Regions from separate parts of the Mus musculus genome. Here region 2 is linked to region 1. A link is a contact called in public HiChIP or PLAC-seq data. All regions are on one chromosome and are shown on one strand. Each heading gives the region's core, a stretch centred on a gene start, on an enhancer-like site or on the middle of the called end of the contact. The rest is flanking DNA. Distances are from core to core; before and after follow the strand shown. Region 1 holds the start of 1110002J07Rik (RIKEN cDNA 1110002J07 gene). Region 2 overlaps Jmjd1c (jumonji domain containing 1C).

Region 1 (3,119 bases), core at 189-2,688:
CCAGGAATGTCAAGGATGGATCACACATAGATGAGGTGAGGAAGTCATGCCTGGAATGGTGAGGATGGATCACATATAAATCAAACTGTTAGGTCTCAAACCCAAGACAAACAGCTAACAGAGGTTACTATTACCATATCAAAGCTGACCCTGGCCACCAAGTTTTCCCACCATCCCTGAGTCTCTACCCATTCCAGGGTCCTCCTGGCTGGCATACTCCACCCCATACCCTAAACTTCTCCAGCCACGAGGCTGGACTGGGTTTTCCCTTCCCCCAGCCTCTCTGGCTCCTATACAATTCAGCCATTTCGGTTACATTATCTCTTAGCCCAGGCTACCCCTCTTTGTTAGTGTCTCCTTTCTTGCTTTCCCTGCCTCTCTCTCTCCACATAGTCCAGCTCAGTCTGGCAATGTTCACTCTGCACTCTCCCAGATGCCTCTTTTTGTCCATATTCTGTATTCTCTCTTATGTCTGTCACAAACCTTCTCCTCCACCATACCTAAGAACATCCTGAGCTCCTCCCATTTCTTTCTCTTTTTTTCCATCCATAAATCATCCCCAGAATGGTGAAGATGTGTACGGTTAGCACTCTGTCTAAATTCCATCTTACAATTACCTGGCAACAGCCAGGTAGGCCTGGCCCACTACAAAAGGGGCTGCTTGCCCCCTCCTCCCTCTCTTACTCCTTCCCGGCTTGCTTCTCTCGTGCCCTCTTGGGCTCTTCCCTTCCCCCTTCCCTTCTCCCTCTCTCCCTGTGGTCATGGCCGGCCTCTACTTCTCTGCTCTCTCTCTCTCTCTCTCTCTGCCTTTCTCTGCCTCTACTATCCACTTAACTCCTCTCCCCATGCCCTGAATAAATTCTATTCTATACAATATAATAGTATAGAATGTGGCTGGTCCTTCAGGGAGAAAGGATGCATTGGCATGGGCCCACTGAGGCACCCCCCCCTCACCACACCCCCATAGAACATGTTCTTATACCTCTTTGTCTTTTTATAATCACATTGTGTGCCACACAGATGAGGTCACCCCAGGAATGGAGGGTAGATCACATATAGATGAGGTTACCCCAGAAATGATAAGGATGTATCTCACATGGATGAGGTTACTCCAGGAATGGTGAAGATGCATCACACATCGATGAGATCACCCCAGGAATGGTGAGAATAGATCACACACCCAGTCACTCCAGGTAAGGACGAGTTACACAGAGATGAACTCACCCTGGAAATGGTGAACGTGAGCCCCCTACAGAGAGGGTTAGGGCATTTGCTGAAAATCCCTGCCACCGAGATCAGAGAAAACGGAAAAGGTTAAATACGGAAGAGACCTTCAAAGGTCACCTCCCTCTTTGCATGGAAGAGGAAGCCAAGGTCCCAGAAGGCTGCGTATCTCTCACAGAGTGCATTTACAGAAAAACCCAACCCAAGACTGCAGGCGCCTTCCACTGAAGTAACAGAAATGGGAAGGGGAAAAAAAAAAAAAAAAAAAAAACACTGAGTGAGTCAGGCGAGCGGGGGACACGGTCTCCCTTCCCCCTACCTCGGGGTGGTGGCAGGCAGCCAACTGGAGCTTGCTGCATATTTAATTTAAACCTTTGTCTGCCCTGGCAAGGACAAAGTACAATCTGTTTTATGTAAAAAGTCTTCCCTGAGGAAAGCCTCAGCCTCCAGCTGCGAAACTGATTGATGTTCTTAACTCCTCCCCCCCCCCCCCCCAGCCTCTGTGGGGATCCGAGGTTGCAGTTTCCAAAAAAAGAGTTGGGGGGGGGGGGAGGAAAGCACTCCAAACAAACAAGCAAAACAAAATTTCTTGCTTTTATTGTGTTACTCTCAATCTAGGAGAATTAGCCTGAAACTAGAGGGAGAAGCCTACAAATAAAGCCTATATTTTACAAGCCGATTTCAGAGCCCCAGATGGGAGGGGCTGGGACAGCAAGCTGCCGCGGGAGGCTGGAGTCTCGTCTAGGAGCTTTGTCTACAAGCTCCTTCTGCCTTGCCTTAGATGGCCTAATCTAATCAATACAGATACCAAAACGTCCTAAAGATGCCTTAAAGTGAAGCCTTCGTGTCAAGGAACATCACCGTTGGAAATGGTCACCGAACGTGAGATGGAGATTAGGAGTCACCTTGTTTTGAGAGCTCTGTGGATTTCCGGGTAGCCTGTTTCAGAGACCCTGATTTGGGAGATCATATGTCTTGCAAAACCAAGGCGTGCATTGTTGCAACTCAGTTTGGGGTCACCTCCAAGTGTTCCTGGACCTTCTAGACTTCTGCCTTAGACTGAAGCACTTAGTGACCTCAGTCTCAGCTGGCGCTCAGTGTTCAAAGGTTAGCGTCGAGGTGCGCTGAGGAGACCCAAAGGGGGCGGAACCACCCTGCATAGCATTAGACTTTTAACTCTGCTCCCGCCCTCGGTCCCCTGTATCAGATTGGTTGGAAGGAGAGCGTGGGTTAAGGGGGCATGGACCTGCCTTCCCCTTTCTGGTTCAGGAGCCAAACTTCATCTTGGAGTCAGAACAAAGCCATGGCCGGATCACACTAAGGAGCTCCAGCCTGTTTTGGGACAGAGCCAGGACCCAGAAACCATTGCCATGAGCCACCAGCTGGCTGCGGTCCCGGAAAACTTGTGCAGCTGCCGCACAGGCCAGACTGGGCCTGCACACTGTCACAGTGCCAGGCCCTCCATTAAGGCCCCCGTCTCCGCTCACACCCAACTTGCCCCGCGTACTTTGGCATCCTCCTGCCTTGAGGTGTGCCCTGGGATTACAGGGGAGACTTCAGAACCACCGAGTGACCTGCCTCCTCTTATCTTTCTGGGAATTACACAGTTGTTCTGGAACCCCTTGGAGAGGTCAAGGTAGATGGCTCCAGTCGCTGGTCTGATGAAAATGGAGGATTGAATCATTTCCCTTAACTCTGTGTGGTCTAATTTAAGTGCCTGTCATTAGTACTTCTAAGGAGAACACAGGCGCCCTAGCCCTGAAAACTGAAATCCCTCTCCGAAGGCCCTAATGATGGGGACAAAAAAAAAATCAATGAATGGCCACATTCACAGCTGTTTCCAGAAGTGTTTCCTGCTTTCTTGGACATTAAGCTCCAGTAATAAAGTTAACAAC
Region 2 (2,829 bases), core at 129-2,628, 330 kb after region 1:
GTGCCACCGCACCTCATTTCAGTTGCTGAGCTTCCAAATATGACCATTGCGGCGGCCATTCTTTGTTATGGCACAGCTTTGTAAATTATGTACTCATGTGTTTATGTGCATGGGTGTTAACCATATGTAAGCTGGCAACTTAACTCACAGTAGTACCTGTTCTTAACCACTGAGCCACCTTTCTTACCCACAATAAATACTCGGTAACTCTGGCTTTTCTTTACAATGAACTTTAGCATCATCAATAGTGTTTAGAACCGTGGTCTGTTTTGTTGCTAGTGAGCTGTGGCAGCACGGGAATTTGAGGAGGAGAGAGCTCGGGCTTTCCAACTGCAATACATTTGGGTTGTTTTTATTTTAGACAATAAATACATATAAATATTTACAGGTAGGCTTCTATACCAACATGGTCTTTCACTTGGTAAATATTGGCTAGTGGGATGTGCCTAGTTAAACGATAAATGTACAACTAGCTTTTAAGAAGCTCCCTCTGTCCTCTAAAATGGTTGGCCCTTTCCCCACGGGTGTGTTTCATTTTCTCTGCTTCCTCGATAGCCCTTGCTCCTTTGAGATGTATTATTTAGCCTGTGGTTGGGGTTTGAAGGAAAGGACAGCAGTTTGAGATGATGGTGTTTTGTTATGATGGGGCTGGCTTGAGATTCGCAGCAGTCTGATGTCGATTTCCTTTCTGGGAGGCTTAGTCACACTCAGGTGCCAACCCCACTCCTAGTTTTGCTGATCTTTGGAAGTCTGGTTGGGAGGAACCTGCGCTTTCACAGTTCTGATAGTCAATCCTGATGTTACCACCTGGGAACTACACTCTGATAGATGTTCACACTGAACCATGTGACACTGCTTCTCTCGGACTAACACTGCTAGGACAGCAGCAGGATGGCGTTTCTAGCCTCTGAGCAGTGACTGGGGAGAAACAGTCTCTCCCTTCCCCACCACGCCCACCCCCACCTCCCAGTCCACAACAGGGAGAGAAACAGAAAGGAAAAGAACATGAATTAATAAGTTTGCCCTTAGTTTCTAGACTGGTTCAGCACTGTGACTTGATATTTTTAAGAGTTGCAAATTGTCTGCAGAAGAAATTGTCCAGAAGAAATGCATGGCAAAACCTTCTCACATAATATCTTCCCAGACAACCAGATACTGTACCAAGATAATGAAGAATCCCTTTTGAAAAGATGACACTCTGACTATAAACGTGAAAGGCTTTGTTTTCCTCCCTCCCTCCTTAGAATCCCAGCCAGGATGACTAGTGGCTTGGATGGCTAAAGAGAGGGCGTGAATGGAATGGGAACTCAGTGCTGTGCTGCTTTAGAGCTGGACTCAAGCTTCCCGAGAGATCCACCAGATAGCGGTTGTCAGAAACATACAGTCCTGTGAGCAGGAAAACAGTTTAAAGCAGCCATAAATTGTCAGTGCTGACACAGCCTCTCCGAGCTCTGGGCAGTGACACAAAGTTCAGAAGAGCCAGGAGGCACTTTTAAAAGAAAGTCTCTTTAAGGAAATCTCTGTCAGCACACAGCTAACCACTGGAAAGAAAAAAAAAAAAAAAAAATGGGACAGTTCCTTCCTGACCACGCCCAGCAAGAAATAGAGCCTTTTCAGAGACTCTACAGAGTGGCGAGAAGGACTGCTGCAGCTCTCAGTGACCAGGACCCAGCGCTTGGGGAAAGGGAAGATGCTTACCAGAGCTCACATAGTAATGTGCAGATGCCCAGCCCCTCTGTCAGCCTGGAGTGACGCACGCACACTCCAGACCTGGGGCTTACAGACAACTCAGAGAGCAAAGCACGAGGACAGAGGATGAAGAGAGTGAAAAGAACAAGACATTGAACAAAAGATGGGAGTGAGAGCTACAACTGATTTTAGGTCATGCTAGAGCTAAACATACCAAAGGTAACTGCTAAGACTCCTGAAGGACTCACTCTCCCCACAGCATGCCCAGATAAGACATAGGAGACACAGGCATTGGAGACTGTGTAGCTGGTATGAGAGTTAATGTAGCAGTGTAAAGCATCTGTTAGACAAGACATCACAGGAGTTGGCCTCCTGTTGACTTGCCATTTATTGGCTGATTTGTCTTGGGACAGGAGCTGAGCATCTCATCCATAGTCTACTGTTGTGAATAGAGCATCTGTTCTACAGACATAAGGAAGACCCAGGGAGACATGTGAGGCTCCCACTGTTACTCTCCAGAGGAACCAGCATCCCAGTGAGCCCAGAAACAGAGCGCTTACTTTATGATGCTACCAGCTTGTCACTAGAGGCCAGTGCTTGAGTTAAACAACTCTGCAGACTTCAGCAGCTGCTCAGGTGGTCATATGTCCAGAGGAGGAATTGTAGCCCCTCTGGAGTCCCATCCCCCTGTCATCAGTTAGACTCTGCCACAGTCTCCATTTCCCACTTCCTCTCTGCCTCATCTCACTCTTCCCAATTACATTTGTTTTGCAAACTTCAAAACTAGACTAAATGGAAGTGCTTAGTTTTTCAGTTGTTCCTTCTTTCCCAGGAATTTTTATGGCGTTTTAAAACATCATTTGAAGACAACCTAAAGACAATTTTAAAATCTCACATTAGATCCCCTTGGGCCTTCCTCTGCTATACAAAGCATTAAGAGAAAGCAGTTATTAGGAACAAGGATGTACAGAAGGTGTAACTGCTAAACAAATGGCATATGCTGACTGGCTCCTGAAGAAAACCTTTTAGTCAACAACATGAATTTGAAAAACTTAGACTAAAGTCACCTGAGATCAGAGAATCTCTTTAATTGGCTAATTTGAAACAAAGGCACAAATAAAACTTCTAGAACCATTCTGA

Evidence for each region. HiChIP or PLAC-seq counts read pairs in DNA pulled down with a chosen protein or histone mark.
Region 2: an H3K4me3 HiChIP or PLAC-seq map of bone marrow-derived macrophages shows a contact between it and region 1, with 4 times the contacts expected there. The contact joins the enhancer-like site here to the promoter of 1110002J07Rik in region 1. A contact is called at or near these places in 1 of 15 datasets of contacts at CTCF or cohesin (the NIH/3T3 cell line), 6 of 484 Hi-C or Micro-C datasets (the N1E-115 cell line, bone marrow-derived macrophages, embryonic fibroblasts and 3 more), 20 of 115 datasets of contacts at active chromatin or transcription factors (the NIH/3T3 cell line, bone marrow-derived macrophages, differentiating embryonic stem cells and 11 more) and 2 of 9 other capture datasets (embryonic stem cells and liver).

The regions. Positions count from the first base shown.
Region 1 is chr10:66,918,946-66,922,064 of GRCm38.p6, forward strand. It overlaps 1110002J07Rik (RIKEN cDNA 1110002J07 gene), which reads right to left and starts at 1,439. Exons shown (of 5, transcript NR_138561.1): 1 at 1,225-1,439.
Region 2 is chr10:67,251,128-67,253,956 of GRCm38.p6, forward strand. The region is part of intron 24 of Jmjd1c (jumonji domain containing 1C); the gene reads left to right. Among named protein-coding and RNA genes, the nearest start is that of Nrbf2, 33 kb to the right of the region's middle. Within about 2 kb of position 1,379, at least 32 of the 459 cell types and tissues checked have an H3K27ac peak or open chromatin away from gene starts, as enhancers often do. A contact at or near this core is called in bone marrow-derived macrophages and uterus, where this site is marked.